Linked DNA regions of Mus musculus: regions 2 and 3 are each linked to region 1. A link is a contact called in public HiChIP or PLAC-seq and promoter capture Hi-C data. All regions are on one chromosome and are shown on one strand. The core of a region is the stretch at or near the end of the contact, and the rest is flanking DNA. Distances in the headings are between cores, read along the strand shown.

The links. Promoter capture Hi-C pulls out the DNA fragments that hold promoters and counts their contacts. HiChIP or PLAC-seq counts read pairs in DNA pulled down with a chosen protein or histone mark.
Region 2: a contact with region 1 is called in an H3K27ac HiChIP or PLAC-seq map of microglia, with 10 times the contacts expected there. The contact joins the promoter of Pde3b here to the promoter of Btbd10 in region 1. A contact is called at or near these places in 3 of 39 promoter capture datasets (cranial neural crest, embryonic stem cells and pre-B cells) and 1 of 115 datasets of contacts at active chromatin or transcription factors (microglia).
Region 3: a contact with region 1 is called in a promoter capture Hi-C map of liver, with 3 times the contacts expected there. The contact joins the promoter of Calcb here to the promoter of Btbd10 in region 1. A contact is called at or near these places in 2 of 39 promoter capture datasets (liver and pre-B cells).

What each region holds. Positions count from the first base shown.
Region 1 is chr7:113,367,611-113,371,967 of GRCm38.p6, forward strand. Btbd10 (BTB (POZ) domain containing 10) reads right to left here and starts at 1,729. Exons shown (of 11, transcript NM_133700.2): 1 at 1,589-1,729; 2 at 1,262-1,348.
Region 2 is chr7:114,413,109-114,417,526 of GRCm38.p6, forward strand. Pde3b (phosphodiesterase 3B, cGMP-inhibited) reads left to right here and starts at 2,146. Exons shown (of 16, transcript NM_011055.2): 1 at 2,146-3,354. The coding sequence starts at 2,443. 4933406I18Rik (RIKEN cDNA 4933406I18 gene) reads right to left here and starts at 2,053. Exons shown (of 4, transcript NR_029437.1): 1 at 1,755-2,053.
Region 3 is chr7:114,716,833-114,721,618 of GRCm38.p6, forward strand. It overlaps Calcb (calcitonin-related polypeptide, beta), which reads left to right and starts at 1,811. Exons shown (of 5, transcript NM_054084.2): 1 at 1,811-1,890; 2 at 2,903-2,998; 3 at 3,242-3,382. The coding sequence starts at 2,910.

The sequences.
Region 1 (4,357 bases), core at 479-2,978:
CATGCTCATTATCTGCCTAGTACCTGAAGGCATGTGAAACTTACTCATTCTTATCTCTCTGAGAGACAGAGTATCTCCAGTTCAGTTGTACACTCCATGAGACCATTTAAATGTAAATGGTCACAAAGCAGACCACAGTTCTTTGTGATTTCATTTAATGTTTAAAAAAATACACAAGTCTTTGTGAAGAACAGAACAAAATTCAGACTTGTGGGAGGATAATACAGGAGGTAAAAAGCCTACCTGGAAGTTTGAATAGTGTGAAAAAATGTCTAACAAGCAAAACATCTCGCAGAACTTTCTGAACTCCGTTGCTCTGGGTCCTAACCACCCTCATGTTCCTGAAGCTTCCTTCTTACCTTTTCTCAACCCATAAGAATAAGCGCTGAGTACTAACCTCTGTGTTAGAAAAAACGATTAAGCCTAAAATCTCCAAAATTAACTGTCCTCGAAAACTATATTAACTCATCTTTACCTCCCATTTAGTAATTTTCCAAGTACTTTCTACTGCTTTCTGCTTAATATTCAGCATCAGTCCTTGGTTCAATGCCCACGGTTGAGTTCTAGATGGACTCTCCAGCGCAGAAACTTGTTCAGTCTTTACATTCACATGTCTTATTTTATCTTTCCATCCAATTTCTACAGTCTATTTCATTCAAAATTCATCCCTAAACCCCTCTCTAAAAAGTTTGGATCAAATTGGGCTGGTGGGGCAAGAGAAGAGTGGGAGGCAGGCAAGAACAGAAAGAAACCCAACTGCCAATCAATACACTGTACTGCTTCATTCAGATTGTTAGCTGAAATAAAAAGCGTGCAGACTCTTACATGGCTATAAAATAATTTCCTATACTAAATGCACAAAGTGGAAAACTTTTTTATAGCCTGGTCGTGGACTCCAAATACCAATAAGAGGCTAAGACTCAAAATTTTAAAGAGATAAAAAAAAAAAAAAAAAAAAAAAGACATGGGAACCCGGGAAAGACCGAGGTTAGGCACAGCACACTAACCCACATTGACAAACTAAGTGAAATCTCAGGTCCCCTCCAGCCCATACCCCAAAATCAGGGGTGTCAGAGGGCTTGTGACTCACAGAGAATAAATCTGAACCTTTTCTGGGCAAGTTAGAGTGGGAAACCAAGCTTTACCCTCGTTGAAACGGTTACAGAATAAAAGCACACAGCAGCACATCACAGGTGTCTCATCCTCCATCCAAAGGGCAACTCCCCCACCACCTTATCCCCAAACTGGGAGCCTTACTCACCGCCCTATTGTGATGCGCCTTCTTCGGTTTGTCGCCGCGGTGACCCAAAGATGACAGGAAAGGGGCGGGGCACTGGGTTACTCTGCCCTGGAAAGGAGGTGTGAGAAAATAGCTTTTTTTCCCCTGGGAAAAGGCCTCCAGACTCCTAACCCAAAAAGCAGCTCCCTTCCCCGCCTCTCCGGACCCGGTGCTCAAGCGGGCAGCCCCGAGCACCGCGCCCCACGCTCCTGGAGCCGCCGCCAGCCTCCCGGAGCCCGGTTCACAGCAGCTAGCCTCGCCCTCGGCTTCCACTACAAACCCAGCCGCCCGCACCCGGCCCGCTCCAACCTGCTGGCCCCTGAGACGTCCACCGAGGGTCTTGGGGAAGAGCTCCAAGAGAGAGCGACGCTCCGCTCCCTCCGCCCACTGAACCGGACCCCTCCGGTGCTAGGTGTGAGGCGGCCGCTCCACCGGCTGCGCCTACCAGAGCCGCCCCGGCAGGTTGCAGGCCGGCTCCTTAGCTGCTTCTCGCGAGACTTCGCATTAGGAAGAGGTGAGGCGAAGCGAGTTCTCGCGCGAAGGACGGAGCTCCTCCCACAGTAGGCGTGTCACCGGGGCACTGAGAGCCTGAGTAGTGTCTCCGCGGTCTCGGTTGGCAGTGCTGTCCCGTAGCTTCCCCGCGAGCGCTTCTCTGCGCGGTGAGCCAAGAGCAGTCTCAGGCCACCTCCACACCTCTGAGCACACCCTCACTCCACGCTTCCTGTCACCGTTAGGCAAAAGCCGGACGGCGTCTCCGGGCCAGTAAAAGCAGTGCCTGGGAGTCTTCTTCTAGGAGAGCGTTTCTGTCAGCAGGGCGAACGCCCGGGTCGCCTTCCTCCGCGGGGTCCGCGAGCTGGTACGGGCAGCACGAGGCGTTGGCAGGCGGTGGTCCGGAGGTCGCCGCTTCCCCGCGGCCGCCGCTTGGTTTGCAACGCTCTGCTTGGTTTGAAACCCTCTGTTGTTGGCGGGAACCGGTGCACCAGCTGACACGCCTGCGGTGGCGCCACCTCTGGGACGCGGAGAATCAGCTGAATGGGTTGAGTTTCTGGCGGGCAAAAGCTCGCCAAAGTAGCACTCCGGTGTCACCGAACCCACCGTGTGCCTGATGGGAGGCTCTAAAAGAGATGGAAAAGTGAGGAAGTCACCTCCCCGGCGCTCAAAACTCTCCCCTCCCGGGACTCAGACCCACAGAGGAACGGATAATCCTCTTTATGCTTGCTACAGAACATACTCCCCTTAGTGAGTGAGCTGTAGGAGCTGATCTGAGACAATCCTGTTGAGAACCCCTCAGTGCAGTTGCTCGCTCCTCTGGTCTTGGGATTGCGAAGGGTGGCAGAAGCTGAAAGATTGAGTTCCAGGTGTTTCTGGGCTAACGTGAGATCTCATCTCAAAAAGCAGCCCTCCACTAGGGAGTGGCATTTGAGTCCAATTTTAAAGATCAGTAGAAGTTCCCCCATTTTGAGAAGAGAGGGAAGGGCATAAACAAAACCCAATACATGTTTCAGTATTTTGGTAAGAAAACTGTTTTGTGAAAAGAACTTTGTTTAAAATCTAGTTACTGTAAGAAAAAATTCCTTGGGTCCCATATGTGATACCACGTGTTTTTCAAACCAACATTTATGCTAAGTAAATTATCATTTGAAGTGGAAAACTGGTAGCAGGCATACTTTCCTCCTGAAAATGCTTAAATATCAGAGACCAAAGGAAGACAAAGATTATTGTTACATAGTGTACACGTTTTTTTATAGCCAACATTCTACATTCTTGGAAATTGCTGAAAATCTTAAAAACATTGTAAAAAGAGCAAGCTAATGAGGCTTGAATATGAATAATGTTCAAAGAAACCTCAAGGAAACCCTCAACAATAGCAAAGTCCTCCCCAATCTTGATACAGTTTTCTGTAATTTATCTCAAATAAAGTAACTGTAGCACAAGTTGGGGGTAAAGATCAAACTGGATTCTTCATTCCCTTATGTCTAAATTGAAGCTGTCATTTTTCTAATGAAAGGTTTTGACCAGGCCATGGTGCATGCCCTTAATCCCAGCACTCAAGAGGCAGAGGCAGGCAGTTATGTGAGTATGCAGTTGCATATGTGTGCATGCTGTGGAGGCCAGAAATTGATGTTGGCATTTCCCAGTAATCCTCCACTGTATTTTGGGAGACAGTGTCCCTCACTGAATTTGGAGCTCTTAAATTCTGCTAGGCTGGCTAGCCAGCCAGCTCCAGGGATCCTCTTGTGTCTGTTTCACCAGCACTGGTTAGGAACTCAGTTCCTAGTGCTTGTGTGGCAAGCACTTCATCAGTTGTGCAAATCTCACAACCTAAATAACCTAAGTTAATTGATTTTTTTTTTGTTGTTGTTGGTTGGTTGGTTTGATTTTTGAGGCAATCTCAAATACTTCTAGCCTAGGCTGGCCTAAAATGCACTATATAGCTTAGCTCAGGTTAGCTTCCAACTTGAAGTAGTTATTCTGCCTCAGCCCTCTTGAGTACTGGGATTATATCTATGACCAATTGAAATCTATCCCAAATCAAGGTTCTTTTATTACACTGCAATCCTAATTGCTAATATTAAATCTCTAAGTCACACTTGTCACACAGCAAAAATGAGCTACACAACAGAAAAGAAAAAAAACAAAAAACGTCCAGTGTTGTGTTTTATAAAAAAGAAAGAAGAAAGAAAGAAAGCCAGCCAGCCAGCCAGGAATATTCTTGGCCAGGGATCTATATGGTGAGGTAGAAGGGGGGTGCCTCTGTGGGCCCATGCTGAGTCATCCCTTCTCCCTGAGGTACCAGCTATAGTATAATATATATGGATATAGTATGGAATAGAGTTTATTTAGGGCATGGAGAGGGGAGTTGAGGGAGTAGAGGAAGAGAATGGAAGAGAAAGAGGAGAGGGAAAGAGGCCATCCAGGAACATGTGGAGAGAGCGAGGGAGGGACATGGGGAGAGAGGAAGAAGGGGCAGAGAAGAAGAAGATAAGAGAATGAGGAGGGGGCAAACAGCCTTTTTAATAGTGAGTTGGGCATACCAGGCTGTTGCCAGATAGCTGGGGTGGAGCCTAGAAGGAATGC
Region 2 (4,418 bases), core at 896-3,395, 1.0 Mb after region 1:
CAATCCTTACATTTTATTTCAGAATCCTCAGGCCCTGGGTTGGTGTACAGAGGGATGTGTTCTGTCTATGGGCTTTTGAGAAAGTCAGACTTTTAGACCTACAAAAATCTTGACAACAGCTAAAAGATGTTTAAAGAACTGCTAAGCAAAGCAGATTTATAAAAGTGGCTTTGAATTCTATTTTCCAGGCAATAATCCTTTGTACAGTCCTCTTCATTTATGAACAATGAAATTTTGGTTACTTTGTGGGGGTGCACAAATAATTCAAAAGTTGCTTGTATCAATTTGAAAAATGAATCCTAAAGATACCTCTATGGTTTTGGCATACAGACACTGTAGCTTTTTAAAACCACTAATAGTCTAGCCCACTAATCTTTTCATTAACATGTCTATTTTATCTCAGATGACAAGCTCAGATTTAAAAATAACAATACAATAACTTTAACTTGTTTTATAAGTTTTTATTTTAAAACAATGACCTAAAATGGTATTTTAGTAATGGTGATGCTTGTTTTGTCATGCCCTTCTATATGAACTCAAAATATGTAGGTCAAGTTTCCTATTTAGTCTTCAATTGATTCTGTGTGTGTGTTTGGGGGGTGTGTGGTCTGTGATGATTTTATGTACAGGATTTAAAAGATACTTGTTGAGTTTAGCTAAAATGAGTTTCCTCTTTTCATGTCTAGTGGAAAAAAAGATTCAGTGAATTTTTATCATTTAGGACATTTGGGTAACCATTTGAACACTCCATTAAATATTTTTTCTTTATCTAACACATAAAAAAGCCAAGGAAATTCTGGTCTTTTCCCACATTTGTCAAATTCTTGTGTTAATTCTTCAGTGATTTCTATTATGTGTGTGAATTATGACTATATATGAAAATGGTCTGCTTTAGGTCATGGCTATGGGCTTAGATTAATTGGTGAAAAATAGGTCTGTTTGTGGGATTTACCACACAGTAAGGTTTCTCATCTCCCTGGAAAAATGTGGAATTAGCTTTTTAAGAAAAGCAGGCCTGTCATGAGGTTGAAGGGAGTTTCAGTGGAGGGAAACAGTTTACACTTTCTAAGGCAGTTATGACTGGTTGGATTCCAGGGCAATCCCTTTCATTCAGCAAAGTTCTTTTCTCCAACCTTTACGTCTGTCTTTGCTAATATCACTTCTACTTTTGTCTTTCCTAGTGTACCAGTTTCACAGGTCTTTCACAGAAAACATAATTGGCTTCTTTCAAGGCCAACCCCATTCAAGTTGATAGTGGTATTAGGACTGTGGGACTCCCTTCCCTCCTTTCCCCAAAGAACACACCCCACAAAACACACCGTTGCACAGAACAAGTCTCTCACTTGGAAAGAACCTTTGGGACAGCAGGTCTATGTGAAACAGTGCATGTCTGGCAAGGATGCTAATCACAGGACTGGATATTAGTTCTTAGCCTCACTGAAAAGGGTTCTTCAGCAAGACGTGCTCGCTATCAGAGTGCACTCTCCAGGGGTCCTCCTCCCTTGAGCCCCTGAAGGGATTCAAGGCCTGCTGCTGGGCCCCAAATCTCCCTTGCCCTGGAAGCCAGATGTGACTGACAGTGTTGAGTTTCTTCATTCTGGTCTGGCCTCAGTGTTGGCTGAGCCTCCAGCTTCATGTCTCCATTCACAGTCTGAGGGCACACCATGAGCTCTCACCTCACTAGGCACTGCCCTTGGGGTCCATGTCTCCCCAAGACCTCGCAGTGACCTGAGTGGGTCTTGTATGTGACTTACCTCAAAGGGGACTGTGCTTCGGGGCGTCTCAGGACTGTGATCAGTCCCTCCCATCTGCCAAAGAGCTCGCCGCTCTGTGGCAGTCCGGGGGGTAGGGGTTCCGACTTCAGCAGTGGAGCTCTCGGTGGCCCGCGCGCGCTCCCCGAGGGGTCCAAGTCTGGCAGCCTGACGCGACGGCTGTCTCACTGGAGCGACCAGCCGGGCCGTGGGCGCGCGCTCCCCCGCGGGGTCCCGGATGCGCATCCTGACGCGGGCCGCGGCCGCCCCAGTGGCGACCGGCCGAGCTACGGGAGCGCGCGGGGCCGCCGGCGGGGCGCGCGCCCGGCAGGGGCAGCCGCGGGGGAGGAGCGCCCGATCGCGCGCCCAACGGACCAGGCTGCGGCCGTGAGGTAACTGTTGCAGCGCGCGGGAGCTGGGAGGCGACGCCGCCGTCTCCCGTCCCGAGCCGCGCTTGAGGGAAAAGGGAAGAGGCGTCCGCGGCGGTCCCGGGACACCAAGAAGCCCTTCTCGCCGCTCTCAGTGGCCGGCATGAGGCGGACGCCGCCGCCCCTCAGCCCGCGCGCCGGGGATCCCGGCCGGTGGCGGCGGCGGGCGCAGCCGTGACCGCTCTGCGAAGCTCGGGGCGCCCAGAACGCGGAGGGCGGCGCGGGGTCGGCAAGCGCCAGCGGCCCCCCGGCGGCCCGGGGCCATGAGGAAAGACGAGCGCGAGCGGGACGCGCCAGCCATGAGGTCCCCGCCGCCGCCGCCAGCCTCGGCCGCCTCGCCCCCCGAGAGCCTGCGCAACGGCTACGTGAAGAGCTGCGTGAGCCCGCTGCGGCAGGACCCTCCGCGCAGCTTCTTCTTCCACCTCTGCCGCTTCTGCAACGTGGAGCCGCCGGCGGCCTCGCTCCGCGCCGGGGCACGCCTCTCGCTCGGCGTCCTGGCCGCCTTTGTCCTGGCCGCGCTGCTGGGCGCGAGGCCCGAGCGCTGGGCGGCCGCGGCAGCCGGGCTCCGGACGCTGCTGAGCGCCTGCTCGCTCAGCCTCAGCCCGCTCTTCAGCATCGCCTGTGCCTTCTTCTTCCTCACCTGTTTCCTGACGCGCGCGCAGCGCGGCCCGGGCCGCGGCGCCGGCTCCTGGTGGCTGCTGGCGCTGCCCGCCTGCTGCTACCTGGGCGACTTCGCGGCGTGGCAGTGGTGGTCGTGGCTGCGTGGGGAGCCGGCGGCGGCGGGCCGGCTCTGCCTGGTGCTGAGCTGCGTGGGGCTGCTGACGCTCGCGCCCCGCGTGAGGCTGCGGCACGGCGTCCTGGTGCTGCTCTTCGCCGGCCTGGTGTGGTGGGTGTCCTTCTCCGGCCTCGGGGCTCTGCCGCCCGCGCTCAGGCCTCTGCTGTCGTGCCTGGTCGGGGGCGCGGGATGCCTGCTAGCCCTGGGCTTGGACCACTTCTTTCACGTCCGGGGAGCCTCCCCTCCGCCGCGCTCGGCGAGTACCGCGGAGGAAAAAGTGCCTGTGATCAGACCCCGGAGGAGGTCCAGCTGCGTGTCGCTGGGAGAAAGCGCAGCCGGTTACTATGGCAGTGGCAAGATGTTCAGGAGACCGTCGTTGCCTTGTATTTCCCGAGAACAGGTAGGGTTCTTGGGCGGGCATGGTCTGGGAAGAGGAGCGCGGGGTGGAGGAGAAAGCGGAGCGCGGGTGGACCGCTTGCGTGTCCCCGGCGCAGGAGCGCAGCTGCGAAAGCGCGTGGGCTCGCTCAGAGGAAAGCAAGGGGCAGCAACCTGTGGTCTGCGCTGGAAAGGCTGCCCCAGTATGAGGGGCTCGTCAAAAAACGCAGAAGCCAGTGAGTGGCTTTTTCCCAGTGAGTGAGAATGAAATCATTCACTCTCTGACTTAGCTTCTACATAGGAGGAGAGTTTTCAAGAATGAGGTGACCGACTTGAGGTTTAGTAGATTTCACTGCTTCCACTTTGGACACACTAAGCTCCTACATATAGCATTTGGGTACAGTTTATCCGTTTGCTATTAACATGAGGATGCTTGCCCGGAGTTGACAAGCTGCCTTTAGAATAAAAGTGTGTATGCAGATTTTTTTTTGACAGTTCGGGCTCATTGCAAGTGGTGATGTGGGAGGACAAATGAGTGTTTTCATAGTTCAAAGAACAGAAATGAGCCTTGGAATTTAGACTTGGTTTAGATTAATAGACAGCAGTCTATACTAATACAATTAAAACTGTTTTTTACAGACTACAGACTAACTCATGGGCTTTGTTATTTGGGCTTTGTATTTCTTGCATAATTAGGAGAAAGTTTTAGCAATTTAACCTTTAAACTTAGTAATGTGTGGAAAGATGGCCAAAACATTTCCTCCCCCAACCCCCATAGGCTTTCATATTTTGTTTTTAAAGGCATTTGAAATCATCACGAGGGGATGAACTTGTATTTGTATTGCGTTGGGAGATCCACCTGGTCTATACTACCAAGAGATCCTTTAAGTATAGCTGCTCTATTGAGCATTTACCGAGGGCAAACCCTTTACATTTATTGTGTCAGATCTTTCCAAGAACTGTGTTTGGTTGGGTAACATTAACATTGGATTAGACAGACATGTGTTCAGGCAGACAGAAGAACTAGGGCTAAAAAAGTGTTAGTGTTAGGGTCTGATTAGATTTGTCAGTTCTCAGAGGTGTGTTCTC
Region 3 (4,786 bases), core at 561-3,060, 1.3 Mb after region 1:
CAAATCCAGAAGAGGGACACAGATGTCACCCTATTATTTGTAGGACTTTTGGAGAGAAGACCCTCAAACCAAAAAAGGTCATTCCCATGATTTTCCTTCCATCCAAAAGTGAACTCACAATCTAGATGGAGAAGGACCTTGTTTTCATGAAGAAATTCCTCTAGAGAGCATTGGTTGGGTGCCCTACCAATTACCAAAAAAAAAATCATTACAAAGCCATCCTATGCCTCTGCTGGGGGCAACTTTGATCTACATCTAGGTTCCTGGGGAAACTGCCTCCCATCCTCCTCACCACATTGAGGACTGGAGGCCAGCGGGAGTTTCCCAGTTGGGGTTTTTTTTTTAATTGAGGGAGGGTGGTATCATCTGCCCTTGCTCCAACAACTAGGACCTGAATCAGAAAAGTGACTCAGAGGACCTGAGTAAACACACTGAGTTCCTTTCTGATTCTCAGAAACTGAGGGCCAGGTGTGGATCTCCCAAGCCACAGGTATAGCCTTTTCCACACATTACTGGAACCCCCAGCAAGCTGGGCACTTGGAGAGTCCTTGTGCTGCAACCAAGCAGCGGAGAGGGAAAGCCTGAAGCCTTGGGAATGATGTCAGTTCACTTTCTAGTAGCTGAGCACCGCGTATCTTCTCCTCACACCTGGAAGAATGGGCGACGTGGAAAACAGGAGATACTCAGTTCTTTTTCTTGGGTGGGCACTTGTGATGCCCATGGTTAGGCCAGAGTGGTGATGTGCCTATCCCAGTGCACATAATTCATGCCTGATTCTGAAAGCAGAAATGTGAGATTATTTTTGGCCAAAGCTCAACTGATTTGGGTTAGTGCGTGCACACAGTCTTCTGCTGAAGGCAAGTGAACCGAGTATTCCTCAGTGACACGGTGTGTTAATGCCAAAGGTCACCTGCCAGCTGTCGGATGCCTGAACCTATGGATGCTTAACCAGCAGCTGAGTGAGTGTGAAAGTTCCCTGCTGACCCCTGGGTTGCTCAGGTGGCCTGTGCAGGACCCTGGCTCAGCTCTCAAGCTCTGCAGAGTGGGGTGGTGGAGATGCAGGGGAGGGGAAGGGAACTGCCATCTGAGCGCCAGCCTCCTGCTAGGCAAACCCGCCAGGGATGCTTGGAAGTGCTTTAATCTACACTGCTACAGCAGTGTGAGGTCTGGGGATTTGAATGGGGGCGGGGGAGGGATGTAAAAACCATAGCGCAGGATTTGGAAGGTCTGGTACAGGAGGAGAAAGCCCAGTTCCCTGTGCAGTCTGTTAGCCTGCTGCTCCACAATACTCTCTAGTTTCTATCCTTATTAGGTGATGGGAAGCACGCACTGCTAGAGTGCCCATTTGGGACAGGTATGACAGAAGTACCCTAATGTATCCAAGGACCCGCTTCTTCCTGTGACAGTCATCATCGTGGATGTATCTACTGAAGTCCTTTTAGAACCTGGGAGTGCTACTCAGCCTGCGTGGGAGTCCAGCTACGAGGTTCAGGTCCCCATTGGAGTGGGCAGCAAAAGGTTGTAGGCTGGAGTTCAGGTATTAAAGAGGTCGTGATGTCAAACTCAGGTTTGCTCACATTCTGGACGAATTCACCCTCTCTGTATCCTTACCCCACCCCCACTCCCACTCCTACCCGGTTCCTCAGCAATGACCTCAAAGACAGGGAGTGGACTGCTGCCTCCCTCCTGCAGAAGTGTAAGTAGCTCCAGCTATGACGTTATGGAAGCTCGGTCAGAGCTCTGATTGGTGGAAGAGCTACTGCGGACCCCCCACACCCTCAAGATCGAGAATAAGAGACCACGGCTCTGGGGACAAGACGCCTACAGCCGTGTGTGTGTGCTCTTCTGCAGTGGACACTTCACTCTCGCTGTTCCAACACGGGCTAGCAGGTGAGAAACTTAACTTCTCAACGCCTACAGCTCTCTCTCCTTTAGTTTGTTTCCTTTTGGTTGCTCTTTTTAATGCAGTATTTCACACTGTAGTCTAAGTTGGCCTGGCACCCACTATATAGCTCAAGTTGGTTCGTCTCAAACGCTAAGGTTCTCCTTTCTCAGCATCCTAAGGATGCGGATTACAGGCGCAAGCCACCACACCCCACTCTACTTGGATCCCTTTGCTGTCCTGGTTCCTTATCATTCCACATACATTTCCGCCTTCCTGCAGCCATTGTCAGAAAGTACAGTCTTGACATTTTCTTTTAACTAAAGTAAGTGGGACCCCTACGACTACTCAGCAGCACTGGAAGCTGGGCGACCCTATCTAGGCGCGTCTGTGCCCCCTCCTTGAGGGAAGGTGGTCTTGCCGCATCCTAACCAGTTTTAGGTTAAAGAGTTCCTTGGATTCGGGATTGGGGAGCACTGATCTTTTCTCTCAGATGTTTCCAGCCTTTAGCCTCCTGGGGTTATCAGCAAGCAGGTGGGTCTCGCTTCGCTGTGGGGAGGAGGAGTCCTCATCTGCGGTTCTGAGGTAGTTTAAAAAAAAAAATCTCCCAACTCTGCAGATGGAGAGAGGGGGATTAGTTCCAAGTTAACTTTCTTCCCCAGGGCAACCTCTCAGAAAGGGTGATTATAATAATTTCAACCTGTTAGAAATCCTTAGCAGCGGGACAGCAAGGCGCAGGGATCTCTGGGTGGTTTTTGGTTTCTTCACAGATGAGAGCCAAAGGGGCGCGGCACGTGTGTTCTCCTGCAAGCTGGGGGCAAATGAGTGCCGGTAGCTCCTCCTTGTTCTTAAACCGAGCAGAAACTGCAAACCACATCTACTCTCCCCCACTCGTTTCTGCTCTATCAAGCCACTCACCACACTGCATCTACTGCACGTTTTGAGAGCTGCAGTGTGGTAGGAGAAATAGAACCTGGGTCTATAGTCCTGAGCAATTGGACCATTCTTCTCTTCTTACAGAGACATCATGGACTTTTGGAAGTTCTTTCCTTTTCTGGCTCTCAGCAGCATATGGGTCCTGTGCCTGGCCAGCAGCCTCCAGGCTGCCCCTTTCAGGTAAATTAACCTGAATCAGAAGTGCAGTCTGGCTCTCCTCCGGCTGCCCCTGGGGTGTGTCAACTCTGCGGCTCTGTAGCCCTACTTGGTTATTGGTAATTCAGCGCCCTCATGTGGGAACTGGCCTAATGACCAGACCGCTACGCCCCTAGGGAAGAAGCAAGGGCTAGGAAGCTTGGTTTCTTATTTGGGGAGGAGATAGGCAGGGAATCAGAACCTGCACTGGCTTTGCTACCTCCACAGGTCCGCTTTGGAGAGCAGCCTAGACCTGGGCACCCTCGGCGACCAGGAAAAACATCTCTTGCTTGCTGCACTGATGCAGGACTATGAGCAGATGAAGGCCAGGAAGCTGGAACAGGAGGAGCAAGAGACTAAGGGCTCCCGGTAAGTCTCCTCCCCATCTGACCCCCACATGTAGGAGGACTTATTCCAGAGAGGTCGAGAGACAGTGGCCAGCAGTCCAAGGAACTAAACGTGAGTCCTAGCCTCCCACAGAGCTTCCAGTACCACCAGAGGGGCTCATAGTTGTTAGACACATTACAATGTTGTTTCTCCTGAAAACTCTTGGGAAAAGAAATGAGGAGATGTAGAAGGGATTTGGATTGCACTGATGGGGAAACATCAACATCGCTGAACCTGCTGAGGTAGGACTGGTAAGTGTGGTGCCAGAGGATGGACTAGAATTTCAGGAAGCTTTAACAGCTTCCAACATTTGCTGCTCTTTCAACTGTCAAGGAGCCTTCATTCCACACTTACAAGGAAAAGTTGTTGGGGTAGAAGGGGTCTGGGACAGGTAGCACAGAGTCTGAGGTAGGTCGGGGCATTCATAGATGTGTACACATTGTTACAGGGTCCCATGTTACATTGTTACAGGGCCCATGTGCTCCTAGCCCTGAAAGAGACCAACTCTGGCCTGGTTCCAAAGAAAAGCAATATGTTGACCTACACCCTGATCCACCGTCCCCCCCCCCCCACCCCAATCCCTGGCAGCATGAAAGACAAACAACACATGGAATGCCAGAAAGAGTCACCAATTTTCTTTGCCCTTCTCCACACTGTCCTGGCTTACTGCAACTCTGAGCCTTCCCAATGGAATTTGTGAGAACTCTACCTCTACCATCTCCTGCCCCAACTTCTAGTCCCCCTGCCTAGTTTAACCTGCTGACTGCCGTAAGATTAGCCCCTGGTGTTTAGTGCTGCTTGACATGTCTTCCCTGCCTGCAGTCTGGACAGTCCCAGATCTAAGTGGCATGGGATCTAAATAGGGTTCTGGGCATGTAGGTGCAGGATCTGAGCAACAGGATCTGAACAACGTTCCTGCCATCTCTGGTATGGACTCCAGGCCTGAAACACCATGACAAGACAAGAACACAGCAGGTTGCTTGCAGAAGGTCCATTGCTTTTGGTTTGAAGTGTCCAGGATGCTACTGGAGCCTTCTGAGTCCTTCCTAATTTCCTCTCTTGGTCCTTTTTTTAAAAAAAAAAATCTGTTGCGTGTGCATTTCTCTGCAAACTGGCAACAGCAGCTTTAGTGTGTCGGAGAATCAGTGGCCCAGAGTGGAAAGGGCAAGAACTGAAGTCAGAGGCAGGAAGGGAGCCTTCTGGAGCCTTTAGATAGCAGTTCATTACCTGCTCCTGAAGACTGGAATGAGCACATTCCTTACATCTCACTAATTTTCCTAGAAGAATCAGAGTTGCAGTGATCATTGCTCTGGTCAACCTCTGAAGCTTATGAGTGGCCAGGGCCTAGGAAAGAGCCTTAGTTTCAGGGGAGCTAGGCACAGGGCT